Linked DNA regions of Ovis aries: region 2 is linked to region 1. A link is a contact called in public Hi-C data. All regions are on one chromosome and are shown on one strand. The core of a region is the stretch at or near the end of the contact, and the rest is flanking DNA. Distances in the headings are between cores, read along the strand shown.

Region 1 (7,125 bases), core at 3,395-5,894:
CATATCGCAAATGCCTGTCTAAGCAGGGCTGTTTTGTGGATCAGAGGTGGGGCTGTAGGCGTGGAGGGAAGAGCCCTCGAAAGGGAGAGAGAAATCTGGGACGCCAGTTCTCAGCTCTGTAGCTAACTTGAGTGTGACCTGGTTCACTCAGCTCCCTCCATGCTGCTATAGTGAGTGACAATGCAGAGGAGAGGTTGAGTCAGAGATCTTGGCTGCAAGCAACAGAGAGGACTCTGGCTGAACTAAGCAGAAGGGAATTTACTGCTCCGATTGCAGGATCAGAATCAGGGGATGTTGGAACACCTGGCTTGGATTAGACTTGCTAGGACCTAAGGTAGCCAAGCCACCAAAACCTAGGCAACACACGTGATACTGATGGCCCAATCAGCAGGAGGCTGCTGTTGCCCCTAACAACCTCCCACCAATCCAACTTAGCCTTGCCTGACATTTGCTCTGGGACTCACTGAAAAAAATCAGCCCCATGGGCTGAGCAAAGGTCACAGCCCACTGACTCTAAAGGTGGGCACTCAGTGGTAAAAAAATTAAGCTCTTTTGCCTTTGCCTTTTAAAATGAGAGAGTACAGTGACAGTCCACGTGAGGAAAGTCATTCTTTGGTGGTGGTTTTACTTTTGGTGGTGGTCCTCCAAGGGTGGTCTCGGACCAGCAACATCAGCATCATCTAAGAATTTTTTAGAAACTGCATTCTCAGGCCCCACCCCAGATCTACTAAATTGGAAACTCTGGGGTGGGGAGCCCAGCAATCTGTTTCAACAAGCCCTCCAGGTGACAGTAATGCACACCAGTCTGAGGGTAATACACCTCCACCCAACTGCCCTACAAAAAATCCAAAGGTTACTTAAAAGGTTGAATGTCTGCCATCATATTAAAATAACAATTGGCCAGTTTTAATGGGTGAAAAGCCAGAGTTTGGAACCAACTGGCAAGTAAACAAAACTAAAATATAGGGGTAAGGGGTTTCTTTAGACAACATTTTTTTCCTGCTGATGTGTGACAGTGTGCTTGCTGTGCAAACACAGCTTTGAAACAAATTTGACCTCTCCTTCCAACCACACTGCCACCTCTTCACCTTCCTACAAAAACCCTGGACCTGCCTGTTTCTCAGGCCCCACTCCAACCCCCTCCTGCCCTCCCTCCAATTACAAGACCCAGGAAACAGCCCTTCTAGCATGCAAATCTAAAACCTTCCTGTTCCCTTTCTTCAGACGATGCTAATGAACTGTCAATATCAGAACTGTACATTGAAATACTCAGAAGCAAACAAACTGCCATACCCTGGCCTTCTGTCACCTCTGCCCTTCAGGCCATAGTGCCTTTCCTGCTCCAGCAGCTGGAAGCTGGCTTAATGGCTTAGAGTCCTCTCAGCTACAACTAGCCCTTGCCTCTCAGCCAGGTGGAAACTGCAAGGCTGAAGTCTGAAAGCTTTAGACTGAGCTGGAGGGACACCATGTGGCCATATTTGGTATCACACACCAAGCCAGGGGCTTCTGTTTTTTCTTTTTTGGCAGGGCCACAGGGCCTTGGGGATCTTAATGAACCTGGGTCCTCAGCAGTAAGAGCGTGAAGGCCTGTCCACTGGACTAGCAGGGGGTTCCCAGGGCTTCTGTTCTTTAGGTGATCTTTTAGTAAAGACTATGAAACAATGACCTGAGGATATGTGGTGAAAGGTTAAAAAAAAAAAAAAAAAAAACCTGAACCCACAATCATGTTAATGGGATTATTTCCATTTGTTCCTACTCTTAAATATTTTCTGACGGTTACAACCACAATACCCTCTCCATGAAGCATCCCTTTCTTTTCCATGGATCTCTGATCATCAGTATTTTCCACGCTCATTCGAGGTTTTAGCAACTGTTCTCTTCAGGGACAGTCGGTAGCATGTTAGCGCAATGAAATGGAATGAAAAGGCGTTCAACCATTCGGCAGGCAAGTGGTTAAGCGCCCCATTTCGGGAATGACACGGGCAGGGTTTCAAAACCCAGCTCTGCTACTGACTTAGCTGTGATCCTGGGCATGTTTCTCAACTTTCTGTATCTCAGTTTCCTCATCTGTGAAATGGGGAGAGGGAAGACTATGACCTACTGAATAGGGCTGCTATGCGAATGAAACAGTAATGTATGAGGAGACCCTTAACGCAGGCCCAGGCCATACCCCTGCTATCAGCATCATTCTTTCTAAATGCGTCCTCATGGGAGCCATCACCACTGATGCCCGCTGAGGACCTCTCTTGGATGGGAGCCCTGAAACTGCAAGTCTAAGCGTATCTCATAGCTGGAAAAGCATAAAATGAGCAGCTGAGATTTCAGAGACTAGGACCTTGGGACAGGCAAACGGGATCCGGGGTCAGGCCCCCATCCCCACTTCTCAGCATCTCTATCAAGCAGTGTGTCCCTGGTCCCCGCTCCTGCCAGTTGCAGCAGGCCCCAGATTCCTCACCTACAAGCCAAAAACGGAGTTTACCTGTAACTGCCTTCATCTAAAACACAATGTACTCAGAAATGTGGGAACAAACTTAGGATTCTCTCCAGGACACATTACCTCACGAGGTCCTGGAGATTCAGTCAAGGTCAACTTGACTTGTAACTGCCTAAAATCTGCCATGTACTCTGCCAGAAATTTCTCTACAGGAAATCATCTTGCTGCCAAATGAGGCCCAGTGAACAAAAGAAAACAGGGGAGAAAATCTCAGAGACCCCCTAGAAGAGGATGTAAGGGAATTCTCTCTCACTGATATCCTCCAGAGAGCCAGATGCCCACCTGGAGAACGAGTCTTCATGAGATCCTCTGCTGTGTGTCAGGCCAGGGGACAGAAGATAAATTTGGCCCTTCCTCTGTCCTCAAGGCCTCATCTTTTTGTAAGAGGCAGGCTTAGGGAGAGACATAGACACATATAACAACAACTTTGATAGTTTCATAAGTTATAACACAGGGCTGTTCAAGGTGCAGTGGAAACAGAATTGAGCCATTAATTCTGCCCTGAGCAGTCAGGGAAGGCTTCACTAAGAAGACCTCTTTTTTTTTTTTTTTTAATTGGAGGCTAATTACTTTATAATATTGTAGTGGTTTTTGCCATACATTAACATGAATCAGCCATGGGTGTACATGTGTTCCCCATCCTGAACCCCTCTTCCACCTCCCTCCCCATGCCATCCCTCAGGGTCATCCCAGTGCACCAGCCCTGAGCACCCTGTCTCATGAATCGAACCTGGACTGGTGATTCGTTTCACATATGGTAATATACATGTTTCAATGCTATTCTCCCAAATCATCCCACCCTTGCCTTCTCCCACAGAAGACCTCTTTTAAAGGAGGATCAGATTACAGGTGAGACTCCAGCGGGGCTGGATCCACTAGAAAGCTGTTTATTGTAATCACACAATTACCCCTGAACTAGGCCAGGGCCTTGGGCTAGTGTGGAGGGAAGGGGAGTAGCAGAACTGGCCGGAGGTGCGGGGAGGTTGGGAGCAAGCTAAAACATAGATTTCCAAGCCCTGCCCAGAGGCTTAAAGAGGGGCCCAAGGCCCTGAATATTCAGCGAGCCCCTCCCCCAGGATAATGCTACTGCAGGTGACTCCCACTCCCACCACTCTCATTAGCCCCACAGCCATCGGGTCACATCCTAGTCACCCTTCCTTCTTATGGATTCTGTGGCTTCTGCCTGGGAGGTTCCTCCGCTTCTGCTCCCCCTTGACTGTCTTCTCTTTCAAGACCCAACAGCTCAAAAACACTGATAAGGGGACTTCCCTATGGTCCAGTGATTAAGAATCTGCCTACCAATGCAGGCGACACAATTTTGATCCCTAGTCCAGGAAGATTTCACATGCCGTGGGGCAACTAAGCCAGTGAGCCACAACTACTGAAGCCTGTGTGCCTAGAACCCAAGCTCCGTAACAAAGGAAATCACTGCAATCAGAAGCCTTCACACTGCAACCAGAGAATAGCCCCCCATGCACTATAACTAGAGAAAGCCCAAGGGCAGCAATGAAGACGCAGCACAGCCAAAAATGAAATAAATAAATAAATTTTAAAACATATACATACTGATAGGTAAACCCTTTCAGATTTCAGGATATAATCTTGTGCCAGGCACCAAGTTAGTTCTTTACATAAATGATTTCATTCAATCCTCAAAACAGCCCTATAGAATAGGTCTCCTAATAAACCCCATTTTCCAGATGAGGAAACTGAGGCACAGAGCAGTTAAGTAACTGGACCCTGGTTGCACCTCTGGGACCTGTGCTTCATCTGTATCCCCCACTAGACTGCTCACAGATGTGGCTGAGGCTGTGTCTCTGAAGCCCTAGAGCCTGGGGCAGCGCCCAGCACAGTTGCTCAGTAAATGTTTGTCGAGCAAGTAAAAGAATAAACAAACACCACCTCCTTCCATCTGTGACCCTCAGCCAGCACCCAGGCAATGAATCTGCCCGCTCCCACTGCCACCTCCAGGAAGTACCAGCAGTCAGGGCATAACCCACCCTGTTGTTGACCAAGTGACCCGCAGACCAAGGAACATGACTTCCTGGACTGTTGAGCCTTTTTATTTGGCGATATCAGAGAGGGAGTGCTCTCTGTCACAACTGCAGACAGGCCTCCTCAAAGTCTCCTCCTCCTCCTCTAGGCTGCCTGCCAAGCCTCTGCCTCACAGCTGCCTGCCTCCCCTCCAGCTCTGGCTCAGTCTCTTCACCCCACCTGCCTTTCTGCTCCCCTCCCAGCATTCTTCCCCCTCCCTTCCCCCTTTATCCTCCTCCCGCTTCTCTCTAGGTTTCCCTGCCTCTTTCCTTCTCTCCCTTCCCCACCTCACTCCCTCTCTGCAGCCAGCTCTCCTTCTCTTTCTGTTGATTTGTGTGTGGTGTGCATGTGTGTGTGTGTACGTGTGTGTGGGTGTGTGCGTGCATGCGTGTGTGTGCGTGTGTGTCTGCTGCTCTCTCTCTGCTTCCCTTTCTGTCTTTCTGTTTCTCTCCTCTGTCTCTGTCTCTCTGCCTTTCTCTCTCTCCTCTGTTCTCCCCACTTCCCTTCTTCTTCTCCCCTGCCTTCACTGCCGCCCTCCCTCCTGGAACCCAGCATCACTTCCTCCCTGGCCTCTCCCCAACTCCCGGAAGGAGGTCAGTTGGCTGCCCTGGTTCCCTCCTCTCTGCGTCAGAGCCTCAAGGCCTGGGGGCCTCTGGGCCCTTGCCACCAGCCTCCCCGCTTGTATCCCTTAGGCTTCTTTCTCCTCTGAGTCTTCATTAAAGGCTTCTCCCCTCAAATCCCGCCCCACCTCCCTCCTGAGGGCTGCCTCCCCAGGCTGCTGGGGACTGTTCTCCCAGAGCTGCCCTGCAGCTCTCTCTCCCCAGCTCCCTGCAGTGGTGGGGGGATCTTATTCCTCGGGCTGGGCCTCAGGTCCTGCCAATGTAGGCCCGGAGGCCTCCCCTGGCCCCCTCTGCTTCCTTCAGACAAACTGCAGAAATCCTGGAGCAGAGCCAAAGGGGCCGGTCCCTGCTCGGAGGCCACCCAAGTGAGAAGCCAAGGGGCCTCCCTATGGAGCGCAGCCACCCTGCCAGCCCTGCAGAAAAGCCGTCAACTCCAGCACTTTGAGCCACAGCCTTAGGCCCTCCTTGGGCCAATAGGGCCTAACTGGCTCCACAGGGGCTGAGCCATCCGAGAAGGCCGGGCACTGCAGGGAGTTCAGGTCTGTTCTGCCCTCACCAGATGCCTGCAGAAGCCTTTGTTTCCAGGGCAGAAGCTGTCAGAAGACTCCAAACAGGCTTATGGGTGATAGTGGGGCCCACTGGGGGCTTAGCCAGTAAGCATAAAGCTAGGGCTGCAGGGGAAAAGGAGAGCTCAAGGAGCCCCTACCCCAGATCTCCAGGCAGCTCACTCCATTCCCTTCTTCAGTAAACATTTAACTGAGAGCCCAGTGGGTGCCAGAGATAAGCAGAACGGTTGTCCCTGCCCTATATGGGCTGGTGAGAGAGAAAAACAACTAAGCGGCAAATACAATGTGATAAATGATAAATTATCCATAAAAATGGATAATTATGAAAGGAAACATTGAGCATGTTATAAGAAATGAGCAAATGCTGTAAATTGGCAAAAGCATTTTGTTATCTTATTTCAATCCTCATTTGCAGATGAGGAAACTGAGGCTCAGCTATATAACTTAACTGCACAACTAACAAATAGCAAAGCTAGGATTCCTAAACTGCCTAACTGACCTCAAATTACTGCTCCCTACTGATATAAAACGCTATGGACAAACAGAGGGGTGAGGGGGGTTGGGGTATAAGTGGACAGAGTGGGTGAGAAGGCTTCACAGAGAAGGTGAAGCCTGCTGGGTTTTTGAAAGGTGAATAGGAACTCCCCTGGCAGCCAAGGATCACAAAGGCAATCCAGACCAACAAATGGTGTGTCCAGTCTCCTTTGATTTCTTGCAAATTTTTTCTCTAATGAATTTTTTCCCAAGCTATTCAAACTCCAACAACATTTGTTTACTAAGTACCCATAATGTAGCAAGCATTTTTTAAAATTTAAGTATAGTTGATTTACAATATTATATTAGTTTCAGGTGTACAATACGGTGGTTTAGTGTTTTTGTAAATTATGCTCAAGTTATTATAAAATAGTGATTGTTTTCCCTGTGTAGTACAATATATCCTGGTAGCTTATTTATTATATATACAGTGGTTTGCACCTTCTAATCCCCTACCCTTACCTTACCCCTCTCCTCTTCCCCTCCCTATTGATACCCACCAGTTTATTTTCTGTGAGTCTGTTTTTGTTTTGTTACATTCATTCTGATTTTTAGATTCCACGTGTAAGTGATAACATCCAGTATGTCTTTCAGCATAACACCCTGTAGGCAGGATTTCTTTTTATGGCTGAGTAGTATTCCATTGTATAGGAAAACCACATCTTTATTTGTTCATCTGTTGAGGGACACTTGGGTTGCTTCCAGATCTTTGCTGCTGTATATCATGCTGCTATGAACGTTAGGGTGCGTATGTCATTTCAAATTAGTATTTTTGTTTTCTTCAGATAAATACCCAGCATTGAATTGCTGGATCATATGGCAGTTCTGTTTTTTAGGTTTTTGAAGAACTTCCATACTGTTTTTCATAGTGGCTGCA
Region 2 (7,125 bases), core at 3,466-5,965, 76 kb after region 1:
TTACACTTATCTTATTGTACATTTCACCCTTCATACTATCTATCTTATAACTGGAAATTTGTACCTTTTGACCGCCTTCATCCAATTTCCCCTCCCCCAACACCCTAAACCCCGACCCTCCCCCCAGAAGATCTCAAAAGTTCACAAAGTATACAACACCACAGTTATTATTAACTTTTACAGAAATAATGAAAATTGTATTAATTTACCACTTGTATATCAAAGGTGACATGTTGTGGCAGGCATGGAAATGTGCCACTCAGATCCTTCTTCAAGAAAGGACTTGCCTCCCTGCTCAGGGGCCAAAGGTATGATAAGCAGATGGCCTTCAGCTGTCAGCACATTCAGGGTCTGCCTCAGCTTTGGGTCCTGCCCTGCCCATGGCTGCCATATACTATTTGAGGGAGGAAGAAGTACAAAGGGCAGAGTGGGACACTCCATCCTACAATACTGACTCCAGACCTTCCTGTCTCATCATCTGCTTTCAGCAAACCTAACTGCAGTGCAAATTAACTCACACAACCAACATGAACAGAATTGCTATCTCAGACCTCTTCCAGCACATAAGACTTCAAATGTGGTATATCAGTCAAAATTCCTGTTACTACTCCCCAAGATGATTTTCCTTGAGCTCCAAGTAACTAACCAAGTTCCTTTTTAATGGTGAAGCTCTACCTGCTTACCCAATATATTCAGTTCAGTCCAGTCGCTCAGTCGTCTCCGACTCTTTGCAACCCCATGGACTGCAGCACACCAGGCCTCCCTGTCCATCACCAACTCCCAGAGTTTACTCAAACTCATGTCCATGATGAATTGAGTCAGTGATGCCATCCAACCATCTCATCCTCTGTCGCCCCCTTCTCCTCCCACCTTCAATCTTTCCCAGCACTGGGTCTTTTCAAATGAGGCAGCTCTTCGCATCAGGTGGTCAAAGTATTGGAGTTTCAGCTTCAACATCAGTCCTTCCAATGAATATTCAGGACTGATTTAAATCTTATTTGAAATCATTTACTGCTTGATATTAATATGCATGAGCACACCCCACTTAGGCACACATAGCTTATAGTTTCCACAACTTCATTGTACCTAATCTTGGTGACACATTGTGGCAGACATGGAAATATGCCACTCAGATGCCAATTAGCTATGGGAACTTGGGCAATTTATTTACCAATCCATGCTCAATTTCCTTATCTGTAAAACAGGATTTGTCATCTGATAGGCAAAATAAAGGACAAAAACAGCAAGAACCTAAAGAAGCAGAAGAGATTAAGAAGAGGAGGCAAGAACACACAGAAGAACTGTATAAAAAAGGTCTTGCTGCTGCTAAGTCGCTTCAGTCGTGTCCGACTCTGTGCGACCCCATAGACAGCAGCCCCCCAGGCTCCCCCATCCCTGGGATTCTCTAGGCAAGAATACTGGAGTGGGTTGCCATTTCCTTCTCCAATGCATGAAAGTGAAAAGTCAAAGTGAAGTCGCTCAGTCGTGTCCGACTCTTAGCGACCCCATGGACTGCAACCTACCAGGCTCCTCTGTCCATGGGATTTTCCAGGCAAGAGTACTGGAGTGGGGTGCCATTGCCTTCTCCAAAAAGGTCTTAATGACTTGGATAACCACAATGGCATGATCACTCACCTAGAGCCAGACATCCTGGAGTGTGAAGTCAAGAGGGCATTAGGAAGCATTACAACCAACAACCTCCTCGTGGAGGTGATGGAATTCCAGATGAGCTATTTAAAATCCTAAAAGATGATGCTGTTAAAGTGCTGAACTCAATAGGTCAACAAATTTGGAAAACTCAGCAATGGCCATAATACTGGGAAAGGTCAGTTTTCATTCTAATCCCAAAGAAGGGCAATGCCGAATAATGCTCAAACTACCATATAATTGCACTTCACATACTTGCAAGGTAATGTTCAAAATGCTTCAAGCTAGGCTTCAGCAGTATGTGAACTGAGAACTTCCAGATGTACAAACTGGATTTAGATCCATGGGATCATAGAGAAAACAAGGGAATTCCAGAAAAATTACTTCTGCTTCACTGACTATGCTAAAGCCTTTGACTGTGGATCACAACAAACTGTAGAAAATTCTAAAAGAGATGGGAATACCAGACCACATTTTCTGTCTCCTGAGAAACCAGTACACAGCAAGAAGCAACAGTTAGAACCGGACATGGAACAACAGTCTGGTTCAAAATTGGGAAAGGAGTATGTCAAGTACATATGTTGTCATCCTGCTTATTTAACTTATATGCAGAGCACACCATGTGAAATGCAGGGCTGGATGAATCAAAAGCTGGCATCAAGACTGCTGGGAGAAATATCAGATATGCACATGATACCACTCTAATGGCAGAAAGGGAAGAGGAACTAAAGAGCCTCTTGATGAAGGTGAAAGAAGAGAGTGAAAAAACTGGCTTAAAACTCAACATTCAAAAAACTAAGATCACGGCATCTGGTCCCACCACTTCATGGCAAATAGAAGGGGAAAAAGTGGAAACAGTGACATATTTTCTTTTCCTGGGCTCCATAATCACTGTGGACTGTGACTGCAGCCATGAAATAAAACACACTTGCCCCTTGGAAGAAAAAGCTATGACAAATCTAAACAGCATATTAAAAAGCAGAGACATCACTTTCTCAACAAAAGTCCGTATAGTCAAAGCTATATTTTTCCCATAGTCATGTACAGTTGTGAGAGTTGGACCATAAAGAAGATTGAGCACCAAAGAATTGATGCTCTCGAACTGTGGTGCTGGAGAAGACTCTTGAGAGTCCCTTGGACTGCAAGGAGATCAAACCATTCGATCCTAAAGGAAATCAACAACCCTGAATATTCATTGGAAGGACTGGTGCTGAAGCTGAAGCTCCAATCCTTTGACCAACTGATCTGAAGAATTGACTGATTGGAAAAGATCCTGATGCTGGGAAAGACTGAGGGCAGAAGAAGGGGACGACAGAGGATGAAATGGTTGGATGGCATCACCGATTCAATGGACACGAGTTTGAGCAAGCTCCATGAGACAGTGAAGGACAGGGAAGCCTGATATGCTGCAGTTCCTGGGGTTGCACGATTTAGTGACTAAACAACATCTGATAGGGTTGTAAATAGTAAATGAGCTAATACTTTAGAAAGTGTGTAGATAGAATAGCCCCTGCCCACACTGTGTATTCAGTAAATGCTACCCATTACCACTATTGGTCAGAGTTTCACATTGCCTGTATATTTTATCTGTCTCAGCAACCAACATTCTATAATAATCTATTGACTAAGCAACTACAGAAAAATTTCTCCTTTCAAGCCCCTTACTGATCAGACTGCAGATTTTAGGACCAAGGTTAAATTTCAGACTTCACTTCAGTTGAATTTGTTATCAGCTGAATGTCTTGAATTATTTCATTCCATGAAAATGTAAACCAGATGTGTGAAGATTAAATTGGGAGCATATTTGTAAAAGGCCCTTCTGAAATAGAAAACTTATGAAAATGTGGGGAATTTTTCCAATATTGTTAAGAGCTAGACAATTCCTTCAATTACAATGTGATCTTTGCTCTTCAAGTAAAATTCCGCCCCTTCAGCAAAGTGATTCCCCCCTTGGTGGTTCAAAAGCTCAAATGAAACCAATTTAACAGGAATAATTTTAAAATAATAATGAAGACATATGGATAGTCTGCTGCTGCTAAGTCGCTTCAGTCGTGTCCGACTCTGTGCGACCCCACAGATGGCAGCCCACCAGGCTCCCCGTCCCTGGGATTTTCCAGGCAAGAGTACTGGAGTGGGGTTCCACTGCCTTCTCCAATGGACAGTCTATCATGAGGCAAAGTTCTGAAGTTGCTGAAATGACTGTAAAACATTAAGAACCAAATGTTGACATATATTATCAGTCTTAGGAAATCATCTAGTTCAGTCCTCCCAAAGATTCTGCTGAATAAGAGGCTAGACGTCTTTCAATGCCGAAGAAATTTATTCACATGTCCAAGAAGAGCAAAGTTAGGAAAAACAAAAGCTGCCCTTGGTTTTGACCACAAGTTAGGAATTTCCTATCATTGGCGCAGCGCCTGAAAACAAGATTCAACTTTCTTGACTTGGTTATTTCTATGGGGCCTTGAAAATCTAAAATATTGCAAACCATTGGACTCACTGTTTAATGCTACCCGTATGTCAACAAATTCCTTCCAAGAAGTGTGCATATTTCAAGATGCCAATTTGGAAAAACAGACTGCACGTCTCCACGACAGATCTCACACAAAATAGAATTGAATACACGGCTCGAAGCCTTTTGCTGTTTTGTTTTTAAAAACAGGGGAGGGGGATAGGAGAACTGAGCTTAAAACACCCGAAGTAGGAACGGGGGAGCCTGGTGGGCTGCCGTCTATGGGGTCGCAGAGTCGGACACGACTAAAGCGACTTAGCAGCAGCAGCTATCAAACAGTGTTCTAGAGCGCTGGGCATTCCTCGGGGAGAGAGCCACTAGCGGAGGGTGCAGAGACACAGCAAGCGGACTCTTTCCCATTGACACAGCTGAAACGCCGCCATCCCTACATATTCCTACATGTGGCTCCCGACCCGATCTGGGGTCACCAGGGAGCTCGGGAGAGTGCAGCGCCCCGGCGACATGTCGCTCAGCTCTCAGCTCGGCCCACTAGGGGCCCCCGACACGCCAGCTTCTGGGAGGGGCGGGGAAGAGAGAGGGCGTTTTCTGCCCAGATTCCAGTGGGAAAACAAGGAAAAGAGGAGGCAGTTGCGCAACCTGGGCTTGGGGTGCGGCTCCGGGAACAAAGAGCGCGTGAAAGGACCAGCAGCCGAGGCTCTGCAAATGCACTCAAATCAACACCGGGGCTGAGCCCTACTGCATAAAGGCACGCAGGTTTCTCGAAGCCAATCCAGCGCTACAGGATCACAAATGCTATCTCGCAGCACCCAGGACTCTGCATTGTAAACAAGCGCCCGGGCTGCTCGAACCCAGGGATATCTGAAAACTATCGCTTCTCGTCGGGTATTAGCTCAGCCTCAAGCGAACGCCCTAAACCAGAGCGATAGCGGCGGCTGCGGCTGGCCGGCTCCTCAACCGACCTTGGTCCTTTCCTTTGGTCCCGCCCCACTGCTCAGCGCGGATAGGTGGCGGGGAGCAATTCTGGCGCTGATTGGGCGGCGGCAAAGTCGCTCGTGGAGACTGTAAGTGGGGGTGCCCTAGTGTGCTAAATTTATCTTCAGACAAGCGACCGCGCCAGCCGCGAATCGGATGTCTATGGAGGTGGCATAGGCGATATCCCTGAGCTGAGAGCATCGCCCGGCCCCCCGAATCCTTCTTCCCTCTGTTTTGTTTTTCATTTTCTCCCTTCCTCCCTCCCCCCTCCCCCTTCCAGTCCGCGACGACTGGCTCTTGACCCCGTTCAGGCCTCGGTGAAGGTGAGGACCAGAGCCGCCGTGGCGGCTGAGTGGTGCGCTCTGAAATGGCCGCTGCCGTGAGCTTTGTAAAATGGCGGGCGCCGGCGCTGCTGGGGACCGCGGCGCTGCTCTGCAGCCCAGCCGCAGCAGAGACCATTCTCTTCATCGCCGATGGAGATGAGAAAGATAGTGTCGGGTTCTGAGACGGTTTCCTGTGGTTGTTAGCTAAGGCGACCGCCCGGGGACGCGAGAGGAGTTCCGTAGGCGAGGGTGGATTCCCACAGGAAGCCAGCCCCAGCTGTGGCTGGCAGCGCGCACCTGTGACAAGGAGGAGCCGAGGGATATAGCTGGCTGGGCAGCCCATCGAAGTGACCGTTTTAAAAAGCACTTAGGTACTCGATGGGGTGTCCGTGCCCACTTTCTGCCTCAGCTTTTTGAACAGTCTGCCCTCCTCCCCAGCCCTCCTGCCCCAAGGGTATTGTTCAGAGCAGGAACCACCCGAGGGAGGGGGTGAATGGATGGTGTTACCTGTCAGTTTAGCCAGAAGAAACAAAAGATGAGGGTTCCCCCCGCTCCTTTTCAGGGAGTCAAATAGAAACTTTACTCTTTAGGGAGTCCAGCCTCTTTGTCCTCGAAAGATTCAGGAGAGCACCTCTGAAAATGTGGAGATTAGGCCCTCGTTCCTGAAAACAAAGCGCACCACTCGTGTCCTTCCCTAGTAGCCAGGGAGAGAGATTGTAAACTTTTAGGACACCCATTGACTCCACGAAGTTATCTGCAACTAAGGCCCACTCGGGACTGTGGTAGAACAGTCTGCTCTTTAGCTGCCAATAATGAAGGTGTACGGCATTCTGCTGCCAGTTTGAGACCCTCGACTTTCTGGCAGTAATAACCCATGGTATAGATCATTCATTTCTCTGTGCACCGTCCAACTCCTGGTCCCAGATTTTTAGTGCTTGTGAAATTAAGAGTATTTGGGGACACACAAGCAATGACGAGGCACGTGGGCTCTGCAGTCGAACTTTCTGGGTATTGTTAATTCTTCACAGATGCCTTAACTTAGCAGGGGACTTAAGCTCCCATTTGTTCATCCTTAAAGGATTGTTAATAATAGCCCCTAACTCTCAAATTCGTTTTGAGGATTAAATGAGCTCATCTATAAGGGATTTAGCAGTTACTGGCACATAGTAAACAATGATCACTCAGTGAATGTTAGTAACCTTAAGGATCTTGGTTATTGAGAAGAGAGTGTTTATAACAAAAAGGCATAGTTCTTGTAACCTTTCCGTGTATAATTCCATTTTAGATTACTTAAAATGCTTAGTTTTAGAGACATTAAGTTGTGGCTATACTTGAAAAAGTTAGGTTTAGTTTCTGAGAATTTTATGTCTTTCTCTGAAGTCATGGAGAAGCATTTCAAAACAATGGAATTACCAAAGTATTAAATAAGATAAAATATTAGCACTTTTATTATGTTAGACATCTTCTATTTCAGTCTAAGATCTGCATTTCAGTGAAGAATCATTTGCACTGCCTGGCTCTAAAATAAATTGTAAAGATTGGTCATCTTAGAGGTTTGTAGTTAGTTCTATTTTTACAGTGTCTAATTTTAATTTTTCTCATTCTAGGCTTTTGGTTACTCCCCTTCTACCCTTTCCCTTAATTTTATTTTTTTGAAGAGTCTGCATTTCAAGCTTCCAAGGTGGAGAGTGATTGCAGAAGAGAGTGCTCCTC

The links. Hi-C and Micro-C count contacts between places; a contact is called where the count stands out from the background.
Region 2: a contact with region 1 is called in a Hi-C map of tail adipose tissue, with 2.1 times the contacts expected there. The contact joins the promoter of ZBED5 here to the enhancer-like site in region 1. A contact is called at or near these places in 3 of 16 Hi-C or Micro-C datasets (liver and tail adipose tissue).

What each region holds. Positions count from the first base shown.
Region 1 is chr15:41,465,482-41,472,606 of ARS-UI_Ramb_v3.0, forward strand. No RefSeq gene overlaps it. Among named protein-coding and RNA genes, the nearest start is that of ZBED5, 77 kb to the right of the region's middle. Within about 2 kb of position 4,645, at least 43 of the 54 cell types and tissues checked have an H3K27ac peak or open chromatin away from gene starts, as enhancers often do. A contact at or near this core is called in liver and tail adipose tissue, where this site is marked.
Region 2 is chr15:41,541,416-41,548,540 of ARS-UI_Ramb_v3.0, forward strand. It overlaps ZBED5 (zinc finger BED-type containing 5), which reads left to right and starts at 4,716. Exons shown (of 3, transcript XM_060399903.1): 1 at 4,716-5,178; 2 at 7,020-7,125.